2 separate regions of the Gossypium hirsutum genome follow, and region 2 is linked to region 1. A link is a contact called in public Hi-C data. All regions are on one chromosome and are shown on one strand. Each heading gives the region's core, a stretch centred on a gene start, on an enhancer-like site or on the middle of the called end of the contact. The rest is flanking DNA. Distances are from core to core; before and after follow the strand shown. Region 1 holds the start of LOC107895192 (protein translation factor SUI1 homolog 2). Region 2 holds the start of LOC107894373 (putative multidrug resistance protein).

What was found. A called contact is a pair of places that touch in the nucleus more often than the background predicts.
Region 2: a contact with region 1 is called in a Hi-C map of leaf, with 3 times the contacts expected there. The contact joins the promoter of LOC107894373 here to the promoter of LOC107895192 in region 1. A contact is called at or near these places in 17 of 34 Hi-C or Micro-C datasets (callus, fibers, hypocotyl and 2 more).

The regions. Positions count from the first base shown.
Region 1 is chrA13:95,462,663-95,470,051 of Gossypium_hirsutum_v2.1, forward strand. It overlaps LOC107895192 (protein translation factor SUI1 homolog 2), which reads right to left and starts at 4,245. Exons shown (of 5, transcript XM_016820452.2): 1 at 3,975-4,245; 2 at 3,119-3,201; 3 at 2,824-3,029; 4 at 2,685-2,738; 5 at 2,365-2,587. The coding sequence starts at 3,155. The coding sequence ends at 2,543.
Region 2 is chrA13:95,597,877-95,605,265 of Gossypium_hirsutum_v2.1, forward strand. It overlaps LOC107894373 (putative multidrug resistance protein), which reads right to left and starts at 3,486. Exons shown (of 7, transcript XM_041085331.1): 1 at 3,248-3,486; 2 at 3,065-3,119; 3 at 2,783-2,970; 4 at 2,240-2,697; 5 at 1,603-2,143; 6 at 1-1,517. The coding sequence starts at 3,430. It overlaps LOC107895195, which reads right to left and starts at 5,335. Exons shown (of 1, transcript XM_016820455.2): 1 at 4,484-5,335. The coding sequence starts at 5,214. The coding sequence ends at 4,579. LOC107895196 (polycomb group protein FIE1) reads left to right here and starts at 6,540. Exons shown (of 13, transcript XM_016820456.2): 1 at 6,540-6,808; 2 at 7,239-7,304. The coding sequence starts at 6,632.

The DNA.
Region 1 (7,389 bases), core at 2,995-5,494:
GTAAATTAGATTGTGAGTAAAATGAAATTCAAATACATAAATGCATCATATTAAGAATACTAAATGCACTGCAATAATTTATCAAGGTGCTGTGATCAATTTTGAGTTAGTGTCGAGTTAACTTATGACTCCAACTCAATCAACAACATTATCAATATTAGAAATTCTTTTACAATTGCATGCGCGTGGTTTCCACATCTATAGAATACAAGGATGTGTTTAAAAATTAAATATAATAAATAATAAAATATATGGTTTGAAACTAATAATAACACATATGCAATATGATAAGTAAAAATTGTAAATTAATATGAGCACTATTCAAATTAAAAGTGATGATTTATCATCTTACAAATTTAATTATTCATAAGCACTATTCAAATTAAAAGTGATGATTTATCATCCAATGAATACATTTTCATAGGGCATGTTTCTTCCAAGGAGTATGTCCAATATGAAGCGTTGTGGCTTTTCAAATTGTATTCATTGAGTGCATATAAATAGAAGCATTATGATGCTCACAAAATATACAATTACTATCAATCTTATTTTCAGAAGATAGAGTAAGAATTAGGAAATTCCTTGATTTTGCTAATCAAAGGAAATTCAAAACATCATTGTATTCCGAGAGAACCTTGGTCTTAACCCTCTAGTAACTTTGTGTGAGGGCAAATAGTTCTCTTTGGAAAGTGTCATTCATGCCTTGAAGTTTACTATTTATTTCCACACAAGTCTCAGGTTCTATCGTCGCTACTCAAATATCCAACACAATATGTATGAAATTAAAATGAAAAGATTAGTTTAAATTGTGAGTAAAAAATTCAAATATATAAATACATTAGATTAATAATAATAAATGCACTCCAATTGTATAGTACTTTTAGAGTACGTAAAAAGTTATCGAAGAAAAAATCAACATTAGAATTTAAATTATGGCACATTCACTATGTTTGTGAAAAACAAAATTATATCACAAATATATTTGTAAAAAGTTGATAAGAAATAATATAGTTGGATGGTAAGATATAAATGTGAGTGAAATGCTAAGGAGACATGAGTTTAAATTTTGCTATATATGTGAATTTTTCTATTTTTCATATAAAATAAATGTAATAAAAAAATACCCTCAAAGTAATACAAATTATTTTGTAATGTGATGATGATATTTTCATCTTTTCCCAATTGAGATAAAATTAATATTTTATTAAAGAAAATAATATCAGTTCAAATTCAACCTCATGCAATTTTTTAAAAAATAAAAAAAATTAAAATACCCTTAAATAATATAACTTATTTAATTATAAGACGTTTTGGTAATTTTCCTAATTAAGTCGGTGTCCAATTGACTTGAGACACCAACTTAGTAAAAGAATTAAATAATAAGTACGGATATACAATTGATGGATGTGATAAAATATAAATAATACAATTAAAATGCACATACTACATTAAAATTTAAGATTTATTAATATAAATAGCATCAGCATATAAATTCTTATTGATTTTTTAAATAAAAAATTAAAATACCTTCTAATAATATATATATATAAAAGTTATTTGAGTGAGGCACTCATATTTAGATCTAGTGTTTATGTATTTTATTTTTTACATAATATTCTATATTTATATAAATATTGATTTTTTTTAAAAGAAAATATTAATTGATATTATATTCCTATAAATTTGACACTTGACCCAAATGTAAGCTGGAAACAGCAATATAGCTCCTAAGAGACTGAAATCTTACCACTGTTACCATACATTTATATGTGGCTTTACTGAGCCAGATCCAAATATAGTTATGGACTGATTATATTTTAAAAAATTGTACTTTAATTCTAATCTTATATTGCATTGGAAAACAGACCCTGTCCTTTAATTTTAATCTCAGGATTTAAGGATCCGAATCCAAGTAGGCCTCGAAATTCTAGAATTTGAAGTTCCGAGTTTTGGGTGTGATATAATTATAAAGAAATTAAAAATTAATTATTATAAATATAATATAATATTAAATTTGATAAAAATAGAATAAAGTTGGGGATGTTAAGAAACTGGATTTTGCGTGGTTCACCATTTTCTATTGCATAAATCCGCCAGACAACATTTTAATGAAAAAACAAATGATACTAATTTAATTATAGCATCATTCTTGGGATTAATATGAAACATCATGATGTCCAATTGAAAAACCCAATCTTTTATCATTTTTTACTAGTCACATAAAAAGCTAAAAAAAAATTATACTAAATCCCAGTATCAAGCTTGTGACTGTAGACATCCAGCTCGGCAAATTACTTCTCTGATTACTATATCTCATTTTTCTTCACCCATACTAATTGCCAAAATAAGCACCAAACCACAGAATATTTCAACACATATAAAGGTCTAATATAATCAACATAGCCAAACAAACTTCCAAACATATCATAATCATCCACTGAACTGGAAAGCACATGTAACACAACATGCATACTTTGTCATCCAACCAACTTAGATATGTCCTAATCAGATAGATAGTATTTCCTGCTTCCACAGCACAGGCTTAGAAACCGTGGATTTTGATGTTTTCCTTCTTCACTATGCCAGCCTGATCAATAACCAAAGACAAAATGCAAATTTCCAACTTTACCACCACGCGTTTTGCATAAACACGAGAAGCTTTCAAAAACACACTTATGAATTACCTGAACAAGGAAGGTTGATACATTCTTACGCTGGTCACCTTGAAGTTGAATCACCTAAATACATACCGCAAAATAACAGACTAAACAATTGGGTTCCAATAACAGATACAGATATAAGGTAAGGGGTTACGGGACACACCTGTCCTAATTCAGGGTCCTGGACCACGGTCCCATTGCAGCAAAACTCCTTCTTCAGGTCTTTAAGTATCTTGTTATAGCTGAATTCTTTCTTCAACCCCTGGACAGTTGTCAGGCTTTTGCGACCATTCCTCTGCTGAATACGAATATGCACATACTCCTTTGCACCCGCACCTGAGTCCTCAGCATTTGCATCAGCAAAGGGATCTAACACAACAAATACACACGTTATTAACAAGGACAGGCGGCAGATCAAGGACAAAGGTAAATATTTGGAAGTTAAGATGAAATCATACCGAAGGCAGTAGGAATTTGAACGTCAAGATCAGACATGAAACTTAGTTTGATCAAAGAGGCCTAACAAACCACAAGCTCAGACCTGAAAAATGCAGATCAATAGATCATCAGATTCAACATAAACCCCTATCAAGAATAATAACAGTTTTCACGCCAAACAAAAAGAAAAAGTAAGATTCAATTGGGCAACCAAAAAATAGTGGAGAATCTCAGTGCTTCTCATCAACTAATTAATCAATAAACAACAACCTCACAAATCTCGCATAAACAAGAATAGGCTGTACAATAATTGTAAATTCAAAACCATAGGCTGTACAAAACACAAGAACCATATAAACCTAACAAGACGGAAACTTGGTCGCGATAACCAAGATTCGGCCTAGAAGATTAAAGTCTTTAAGTTTCGAATTAACAGTTTGATCTTCTGACTTCTTCCAAGAAGTAGAATACGAAATAGAATTAAAATAAAAGACAAATTGTTGAATCCATGCAAAATACTGCAACTTGATTACAGATATCATCAAAGAATCAACTAACAAGTTTATTAAAAACAAGCCCAAACATGAAAAAACTAAAGATTCACTATTTAAACAACGTATCTCAAAAATAAACAAAGAAAAAGTCACCATGAATCATTAAATTTTGTACCCTTCACTTCAGACATAAATTTTCTCAATCCAAATTAATTATATACAAGTAGCATGCCATTTAAAGAAATAAATATAAATTTTGATCATATAATCAAAACCCAAGATCAGAAAAACCTAAGTTCAATCAACGACCTATAAAGAAACGATGTTTAACCCACAAAAGAAAGGGGGAAATCAATTGAAGAAAATAGAGCTGCAAACTTACCTGATTCAAAGATTTTAGGGCTTCTTTTAGATGATTGAACTCTGGATTATCAAAAAATAATCAGAAAAGTTAGAAAAGCCCTAAAAACCAGATAGAGTCTGAGGGGGTGGTGGAGTTTAATTATTTCGTTGAGAAAGGCGAGGAAATTATAAGGAAAGGGCTACACAATTATTTTATTAATTTTTAAGATTTGTTTTTTTTTTATTTTCGGAAGTTGCACGCAACTTAATGTGATGGGAATCTGTAATCGTGAGATTATGATGAGGGAACTGTACTCGCTTGGGAAAACCTTTTTATGATAAACATGTAAACGTGGCGTTTGATGAAATCGAGCGTGAGTTTCACGGTCAAGGGAAAATTTGAAAACGGCGTGGTTTTATTAATCATAAAATCAGCACGTGTAGGTGGTGGTGGTCGTTGTTTGGACATGGTTTAGGAGGGAACTAGATTCAATTTGGATAAGGTTGGAACATGATTCCAAATGTCAGCCCACCAAAGACACTGACAAATGCAGACTGCAGAGTTTTAACATCCGTAGGCCCAACTTTAAATTTGTTAAGATTCTTCTTTCTTTTTTCTCCTTTTTCCACTTTCTTTTAATTTGAAAATTTTTACTGTATAAGAAAGGGTAAACTATTCAATTTGTCACTTAATTTTTAGAAACTTCCATTTTAGTCATTTCAGAAAAAAAATTTTCAATTTTGCCAACTAATTTTTAGTATGCTTTCATTTTAGTCATCTAAGTGTTCAATTCTTAATGAAGGTTAACTGTGCATGTCAAATCATGTTTGCATTTTCATTTTAGTTACTCAACTTCTAAGTCGCTTTCATTTTAGTTATGGAAAAAAAATTCTAAGTTTTGATTTAGGTAAAAAAAATTAAGGATTAAAGTGAAAAAGTAATAGAAACTAAAATAATGCATTAAAATTTAATCTCTTTCTAAATTTTAAATTTTTATTTTATATTTCCAAATTATCATTAAGGGAATAACTCAAATAACTTATTTTTAATAATTGTCTATGAAACATAATTTTTTTAATTATATAATCTTGAATATTCCATACTAAACTAAACGAAAAATAAATAAATTCCTTAATTAAGTAATCAATTAATTCTGGGTAAATAAGTGATGAAAATAATTATGGGTTTTGTTTAATATGGAAGATAAAATCAATTAATTAATTAAAATGAATTTTCTTTTCTTTTAGCTTAGTACAAAAGATTTAAGAACATATAATAAAAAAAATTAGGTTTCATAAACAATTATTAAAGATGAGTTGTTTGATTTGATTTTAATTTTTAAAATGGGCAATTTACTAAAAAAACCCTTTTTTCGTTAATTACTGAAATTGTCGACTTTTTTATTATTTACAGGAAATGACCGTTTTCCCCAAAAGCGCGTCCACGTCAGTGCAGAGTCAAGGGGCATGTCAGCAAAACGCGTCCTTGGGGGAGCATTTTGTCCACGTCAACACAAATCACTTCCTCATGGACACACTTTGCTGATGTGGCAAAAATGCTCCCCCAAGGAAGCGTTTTACCCTGTGTTTAAATTTTTTAAAAAAGTTATTTTTTAAATATTATAAAAATACTTTTTTTTGAAATTTTACAAGAATAAACCTTAAAAAAGGTTTAAAGTGATAACACCACTTTTTTTAAGGTGTCACCAATTAATATGGAAACAAAACTTACAAAGCAAATCTTTATATAGACTCAAAGTTTTATTTCCTTTGTTTTTTTAAGCAATGTGGGATATAAGATATGTGTATATATAGACTCATGAATAGGTTTGCAGCTTGTTTCTAAATAATGTGGGATTCCTTCATCTTTCAACTAACAATATGAGACTAAATGTTACACTATATTTTATAATTTTTTTACAAAGCAATTTTTATTTTATTTATATTTTGTTAATATTTTCTCATAATATAAAGTTATCTTTTGAGATATTTATTCTTGTTGCATTTTAGAATTGTTAACATATACAAAAGAACTATTAAAAAAAGAGAACAAATTGCACATATGAAACTTGTACATGCAATAATTTTCTATTCAACTTTAAATGTTCGAAGTTGTACTTTTAATTTTTCAAAATAATTTTCCATTATTTAAATTTAGAAGTTGTATTTTTAATTTTTTAATTTTATTTTATATTATGAATGTTTGATTAATAAATAAATGGTGAATATTTGGCACTCAAATAGTATTTTTTTTGTAATTTTAAAAAATTGATATATCTGTTTAAAATATTTACTTATTTTTATTATTTTACTATACTAATTAATTTTTTTAATTCTAATTTTAATTTAATTTTCATCACCTAATAAATGCTGATAAATTTATTTTAGATGTATTTTGATAATCTATTTAAACATAGTATATAATTATGTTAAATAAGTTTTTTTATAGAAATATAATAATTATTTTTCATATTTTTATATCTAGATTAAATTACATTAGTAGTTACTTAACTATAATTTTTTAGCTATCGAATTATAAAACCTTACAAAATGATCACTCAACTATTAGTAATTTTTTAAATATTTATTTTTTAATATTTTACCATACTTATTTTATATTTTATAATTTTTTTACTTATAGAGTTTAAAATTTTTATTTATAATATAACAAATGTTAACTTTTTGTAAAAAAAATTAAACTCAAAGTAAAAAAAATATAAAATATAGTGTAGCTTTTAATCTCATGTTGTTAGTTAAAAGAGGAAGGAATCCCACATTGTTTAGGAACAAGCTGCAAACCTATTCATGAGTCTATATATACACATATCTCATTTCTCACATCTCTTAAGAAAACAAGAGAAATGAGACTTTGAATCTATATAAAGATTTGCTTTGTAAGTTTTGTTTCCATATTAATTGGTGACACATTAAAAAAAGTGGTGTTATCACTTTGAACCTTTTTTAAGGTTTATTCTTGTAGAATTTCAAAAATTTGGTCTATTTTTATAATATTTAAAAAAATGACTTTTTGAAAATTTAAACAAGGGCTAAAACACGTCCTTGGGGGAGTGTTTTTACCACATCAGTAAAGTGCGTCCACGAGGGTGCGATTTGTGCTGACGTGGACAAAATGCTCCTCTAGGGACGTGTTTTGTTGACACGTCTCCTGACTACGCGCTGACGTGGACGCGCTTTTCGGGAAAATGGTTCTTTTCCGTAAATAATAAAAAAGTTGGACCATTTCGGTAATTAACAAAAAAAGGGGCATTTTTTAGTAAATTGGCCATATAAAATAACTTTTTTTAAACTTTAGAATGAGATTAAATTACTTAATTTTTCAATATTGTAGTAACAAATCAATTAACACTATAAAGTAAAAAAAATTTCAACAATTTATTTAATTGATTTTAATGTTTTGAAATTTAAAATTTCAATATTAAAAAAATTTGACTTAT
Region 2 (7,389 bases), core at 2,236-4,735, 130 kb after region 1:
ATTACAAAAACTGATCGAATGGCACTATTTCCTTTCGATAAATCATTGGTCATGCTTCCAGCTTCAGCAATGACATAAGCAGTGAATAGCAACACCAAGAAAGCTTGAAAAAGGTGCTCTGATGTTATTAACCCTTGTGTCAATAGTCTCCCACCATACCAGTAAGCTAATGCTGTAGAAGCTGTGTTGAAAAATTGAGAGCTAAAGAGGCCTAAACCCGAAAGCCACGAATGTCGGACACTTTCCTCTTTTGGACCCTTTAACGTGTCTTTGAAGAGCCCCAATATTCTTTTCTGAGATGAAAAGGCAGTGATAGTTCTGTGGTTTACAACAGCTTCACTTGCTAGTTGGCTTCCTTCCTTCTGTGCTTTTTGCGCCTTTCCAGACATACTCTTCATCAACATGCTCCTTGCATAAAAGCTTCCGACGACTAACGGTTGAACTGCGATCATCACAAGTGATAACCTCCAGCTAAGTTTAAGTGCTACTATGTATGCAAAAATGGACCCAAAAATGGCTTGAACCAGCAACGACATTCGATCCCCAACAAGGGAACGAACCATGCTGGCTTCAGTAGCCAATCTTGTGCAAATGGCTGCACTTGTGTTCTCCTCTTCATCGAAAAAACCGACCTCAAAAGTCATCAACTTCTCCAGAAATTTCTCCCGTACCCTTTTCGTTAACTTCTCTCCCATGATAGCAAAATTGTAGTGTTGGAGGAGACTGGATGTGAAGTTAAGAGCAGCTATGCCTAAGAAAACGAATGACAAAGTTCTGGATTTCGACTTGATTTCGGATTTGTTTCCACGGAAGTAAATCGATATAAGTAAGCCAACACAGTATGCATTTATAGGTTGAACTGCTCCAGAGCCAATTGCAGCCACACTTCCAACCAAGGCTCTTCCCCATTCCGGCGCATTCATTTTTAACAGACGCCATTGTGATGGAGTAGGATGAGATACTTGCTTGAAGTTTTCGTCAATACTGTCATCATCGGGATCATATTGGATAGTGTAGGAATAGGGTGTTCCCACTGATAGAGCAGGGCTAAAAGGGCTCAATGCTGGCGTGCTCGCAGCACTCGATCTATAGCTCATCGGACTTTGTGCAACATTCACCCTGTGGTGATATCTTCCTTCGGTTTTGTAACTTGAGTCATCAGAAACTTCATTTTGCAATGCCATTTTCTGCAACTCTACCATCCGGTGGTATTCTCCGCCTTCTCCATCATTCATTTGCATTAGTTCATTATGGGACCCTGATTCAATCACTCTACCATCTTGTAGAACCACAATAAGATTTGCATTTCTTATTGTCATCAGGCGGTGAGCAATGATGATCGATGTCCTCCCTTTGGATGCCTTGTCGATCGCCTCTTGCACTATCCTTTCAGCTTGTGCATCTAGTGCACTTGTAGCTTCATCCAAAAGCAAGATTCTAGGGTCCCGGATCAAAGCCCTAGCTATGGCAATTCGCTGCTTCTGGCCACCAGACATCTGAAACCCGAACTGACCAACCTGCAATCCACATAGTTCTCTTGTTATAACCAAATATAACAATTCAAAGACAGTTTCCTGGTTGACAGATTAGAAGTTAGCTCACATGAGTTTCGTATCCTTCCGGTAATTTGACAATGAAGTCATGCGCATTGGCCACTTTAGCTGCACTTATTACATCTTCCATCGATGCTTCTTCTTTCCCGAACAGTATATTTTCTTTTATGGATGTTGCAAAGAGTACAGGTTCTTGACTAACTAGTCCCATTTGAGATCTCAACCATTTCAACTGAAGTCTCCTTATTTTGTATCCATCCAAAAGAACTTCTCCATCATTAGGATCATAAAACCTTTGAAGCAATGCAATGGTTGTGGACTTGCCTGAACCGCTGCCTCCAACAAGACCGACAGACTTTCCGGCTGGGATTCTAAGATTCAAACCTTGCAAGACAGGTGAATCAGGTCTTGATGGATAGCTAAAATATATGTCCTTAAATTCAATCTCTCCTCTTACATATGACAAAGCCTTTCCTTTGCTATCGTCTGCATCGATAGAAGGATCCCGGTTAACCATCTCGAAAATCCTAGTAGCAGCAACGGTTGCCTCGGTGATGCCAGTTAAATTCGGTAGTGCACCCAACACACTCCTGCAATGTCAAACCAAAAAAATAATGAGTTAACTAAAAGGCTTAATTAGGATATATCAGAGGATGTAGTCCATCAACATAAAGAAAGTTACTTACAATCCTCCCATTACGACATTGATTCCGGCTGCAAAAACTGAACCACCTTTTTCGCCTTTCTCAGTGACCAAATAAGTCCCAACCCATGCTTGAAAAGCCCATCCTACATAAATGCTTCCCATACTTCCCATCAACAATCCCTTTGCAAAACCTTGGTTTACTCCCAATTCCAAGGTCCTTTCAAGTGCATGGCTGAATTTTTCTATTGTTTGATTCTCAGCTACATATGAATATACAGTTCTTATGGAGGAAATTGCTTGTTCTGCAATCCCACCTGCAACACCATAAGATTCAATCATTTTCATTATCACATCCATCATCAGTTTCCCAAATACCAGCCCAGGAACAATGAAGAACAACGTCAATGGAATCGCTGCTAATGTAATTCTCCATGAAAGTATGAAGGAAACAACGAGGCAGAAGAAGAAGGTTGAAAGAAATGCAAGGCAATTCGGTATCTACATGCCGAAAAAAGAAGAAACAATGTTAGAAACAGCATATTGAATCATTTTTTGTATGCAAGAATGCTAGTTGATTCTTAACCTTATCACATATTGCAACTTGGATTGCATTGGCATCTGCAGATATCGTTGACACGACTTGGAAGGTCGTGGAGATACCAGTCTCCTGAGTGTCAAAGAAACCAACTTCCTGTCTAAGGACAGATTTTAAGTATTTTGTCCTTATTCGGGAAGTTTGTCTCTCTGCGGTTCGTGTCCAACAAACCCCTTCTGTATATGTATAAAATGGCATCCCAAGGAAGCAAAGCGGAAATTAATGTCCAATATTTATCAGTCAAATGCAAAAATGATAGTTGCAACTTACCGACAAATGCCGAAAGTCCAACTACGATCGCAACATAGAGCAGCCTAAGTGCATACTGCAGAAAATCGAAATGATCTGGTACAGTTATTTCATCAACTATCTTTTATATTAACTCAAATTGGTCCGAAGGCAATTAACTGGGCTTCGGTTAACCAGATTTTCATACAGGCTAGTGGCACATACCTTATCTACAGTATCATTAGACAATTTGGCATTGGGATCTCCATACTCATTGATCACTTTGCTAAGAACAAGCATTGTAAGAGGGTACTGCAATCCATCTCCGATACTACCCAAAGTTCCGAAAAACATTAACAGCTTGTCGACATTGTCAGCATATCGAAACATGCCATCTTTGGAAACCATTTTTCTGATGTTTCCTTTCAGTAGAAATGGGACACTATCTTTTGATTTTTGTTTACTTTCATCAGCTCTAATGGAAGCTTAAAGGAGTTTTATATACTGGACCATATGTACAGTTATCCACAATCTATTTGCAGGCAGAATCTAGCTTATTGTCTTGCTCTATTACAGTTTTTACGCCAATGACATATGGAATTTGATTAATTTGTTTTTAAATTGGCCGGCTTTGGGCATCTTTGGACAGCAGAATGAATGTTGGTTTCAATGAATCCAGCCATCCAAGTGGCTAATGATAAATCTAAATAATAATAAAAACACAGCAAATCTGGGACGTGTGATAGAGCTTCGTGATGATTGGCCAGCCACAGGTATTTTTATAATTCTGAAGATTAGCCTTTGTTTTCACGTTTGATGCCTTTGGAAACTTGGATCCAAAGTAGTAAAAACAAAAGATTTAGATTATAAGTTGAGCAATTTGTTCGCATCTTTCCATTGTCTTCTTCGTGGGAGCATTGGTGAAGCCTTGAAATAGCCCAATGTGTACGTTACAAGGACATTGAATGTTTCACCCTCGTTGATGCTTTCGTATGTTATTATTTTTAAAGAGGCAGGCCATTGAGAATTGAACACGGGGTATATAGTTTTTAAAATATATAAAACTGGATATCAAAATCTCACATCAACCCAAGTTCCTAATTGCTTCCGGAAGAGGACATCTCATAACACCAAAAATGGGTGTGCGGTTAAAACTTCAACCATTGATTGCCTCTATTCTTTGTTTTATTCATCTGTTAAGTTAGCAGCCATTGATGACATACATGCCAATTGAAAATGAGAGATTGATTCCCCACACTGAAATTTGAGATATGCTCTCAGTGACTTCCAGTGTTCACAGAAGATGCTTCTTTGTCACCAGTCCCTACGTTGTTTGTGTTCTTGTAAACCCTCGAATGTATAAAAAATAAATAAATAATAATAATACTAATACTTTTATTTATGTTAATCAAATTAGGCATGGCATGCATGAGATATGCACATAAACATTACCGTGAGAGCTGAAAGGCAAAGAGTGGTATATGCAGCTTTATATCATTCAATTTTCTCATGATGAAATCCAATAACATACACGACATCGTTTCAATACCTAAAATTCAAAAAGAATTAGCCACAAGAATGGCCTGCCTGCACCTAGCTTTAGCTTGTTCAAGCCTCTCACTCAAGGTCTCATCTTTCACAGCAGCTTTCACCATAGCCAAATCCATTTCCATCAACTTCAATACCCTAAAAAACTCCGTCACCATCCTATCTTCTACTTCCCCTTCATCCCTCAACACCTCCGCTTCTTCCCTCGCTCTTTCCGCCACGATTTCCCCTGCTTTCGCCAACAGTTCCGTCGACCCAAACTCTCTCCCCATCAACCCTTCCAGCTTCTCCAAAAAATCCATTATCACGTACCCTTTGGGTTTCTCCAAGTTAATCTCCTTTGTCCTCCTCCATCCCACCTCGAAATTCGGCGGTTCCGGTTTTACGATGTCGGGTCTCGGCCTTCTTTCTCGGACGATTTCCGATCTTCTTCGTTTCTCGATGGGGAAACTTTCTGGACTTGTGGTGGTTTCGTGGGAAATTGGAGATGGGAAATCCGATTGAGATGATTCTGAGGTTGGGGAAGTGCATTTGATGGGGAAATGTAATGTTTTTGATGGGTTATTGGAGATTGATGAGAGGTTTGATGTATGGTTATGGAGAAGGTTTGGGGGAGAAAGGAAGTGAAGCAGAGTGGAAGCCATGGCAGAATTTTGTAAAACCAGACTGCAGTGAAGAAGATAAGGATGTTAAATACTGTATAGGCCAATTGCGGTTTGCTACAGAAGATATTTGCAAAATATCCGCTGCAGTTTGGATAATTTCTTTTTATTTCCAATAAATTTAGTTAATTTTTTTATTTAAATTTAATTATACTAAAACTTTTATAAGGCAGTTAGGTTGATTCATAAATCCTAAATATAGACTTAAAACCAACATGGAGAAGACAAAAAATATATATTTATGATAATTATGGAATATTATACCATCATTAGTGAAAGCTAAAAGAAAAAAAAATGTATCTTTATCTCTAATATTGTATAAAAAATTTAAATTACTCAGAAAAAAGTATAGGAATTAATTGTATTAGTTGACTTGAAGTTACACTTTCAATATGAATTTAATGGCTCAATAACTAAAATGTAACAAACCGATAACATTAATTATCATATCATAATTTTTTAAAATTTAGTGATCGAAATATAATTTAAACTAAAATATAACTTAAACCTAAATGTAAATTAAAAAGTGAGTAAATTTCGATAATTCAATTATAACATTTTAAAGGCATAATAATATTTGTAGCGATTTAACTTTATAAAAAATTTTATTTTAGCTCTACCTTTTTTTTTGTCTTTCTTAGTACTTGTATTTTTTTGTTAAATTACCCAACACATATGAATTACCATATAGATGATAAGTCTGCATTTAATTAAATTTTAAAAATATTATTTTATAATTTTTTGAAATTTTAAATTTTAAAAAATTAATTAAATGTTGAAGTGGTAAATTTAGATTCTAATTTAAATTTTATATGTTGAACTTTTATTTTAGGATAAATTGCATCTAAAACCATTAAAATATTAGTAAGTTTATGTTTTGGGTTACTTAAAAAATTATAAAATGATTATTAAACTATTTAAAAGTTTTTATTTAAATTATAAGATGTTAAAATCATTATCATATGATTTTTTTTGTTTACATTACTTGCACTAATCGAAAGTTCTTCTTTCCAATCTTTTCTACAGTTCAATTTTTTCATTAAATATTTTCTTCAATCTTTGACACTAGCCATCAGATTAATTTAGATCTAAAATATAATTTACTATATCGATCCTCAAATTGTCACTCTCTAGATTTTAAAAAAAATCTTAACAGGATTTAAATAAAATTTTTTAAATAATTTAATAAATTAAATAAAAATATTTAAATAATTTAGTACTATTTTATAATTTTTCAAAGTGGGGTAAAAAATGAAAATTACTACCTTTGTTTTATTATAAGTTTTAGTACGATATAATTTATTTAAGTTAAAAAAAGCTGAAAGTGAAAGTGTGAAACTCAATTGGAACTAAAACCTCGGATTTTGTGCTGCCGGGAAACCAAAGTTTGAAAGCGGCAATGGCCAAGACGCCGATAGGGCTAGAACCAGTGGTGGGATCCCTATCATCCTCTAAGAAGAAAGAATACAGAGTCACTAATCGACTCCAAGAGGGCAAACGCCCCCTGTACGCCGTCGTTTTCAACTTCATCGACTCTCGTTACTTCAACGTGTTTGCCACTGTCGGTGGTAATCGGGTAAGTCTTGTCTTTTTGGGTACCCTTTTTCCTATGATTTAATGGGTTTCTTTTTATCTTGCCTTTTAACAATTATTTTTCTGCTTCAATTTGCTTAGTAAAAGGTCCAGTTTTTGAGAAGCTGTTATTAATTACTTCAATCTCCGAAGCTTTACTTTAGCTGTTTGCACTTCTTTCCTTAAGGAAAACCTTTTTTTTTTGGGGACTAAATTTCATGAATGAATTAACCCTTTTTGATATTTTGTTGTTTAGGATTACCAGATGTTCTGTTCTTTTTTTAAGTCTTTCCCTTTCAGTATTCATTTTTATTTTGGATTCTTATTTTGATTAGAAAATTTTCAATCTTTACCAGTTTTGTTTGCTTTTCTACCACCTTGATCCATCCATTGAAGTGATGTTAGTGATTGTTAATTTGCCCTTTTGTTTACAGGTGACGGTATACCAATGCCTCGAAGGAGGTGTTATAGCTGTTTTGCAGTCTTATGTTGATGAAGATGTAATAAACAGCACTTTGATTGTATTTCTTTCTTCCATTAAAGTTTTCTTATTGATTCATTGCCTGATTCCGTGTGCTTTCTAGA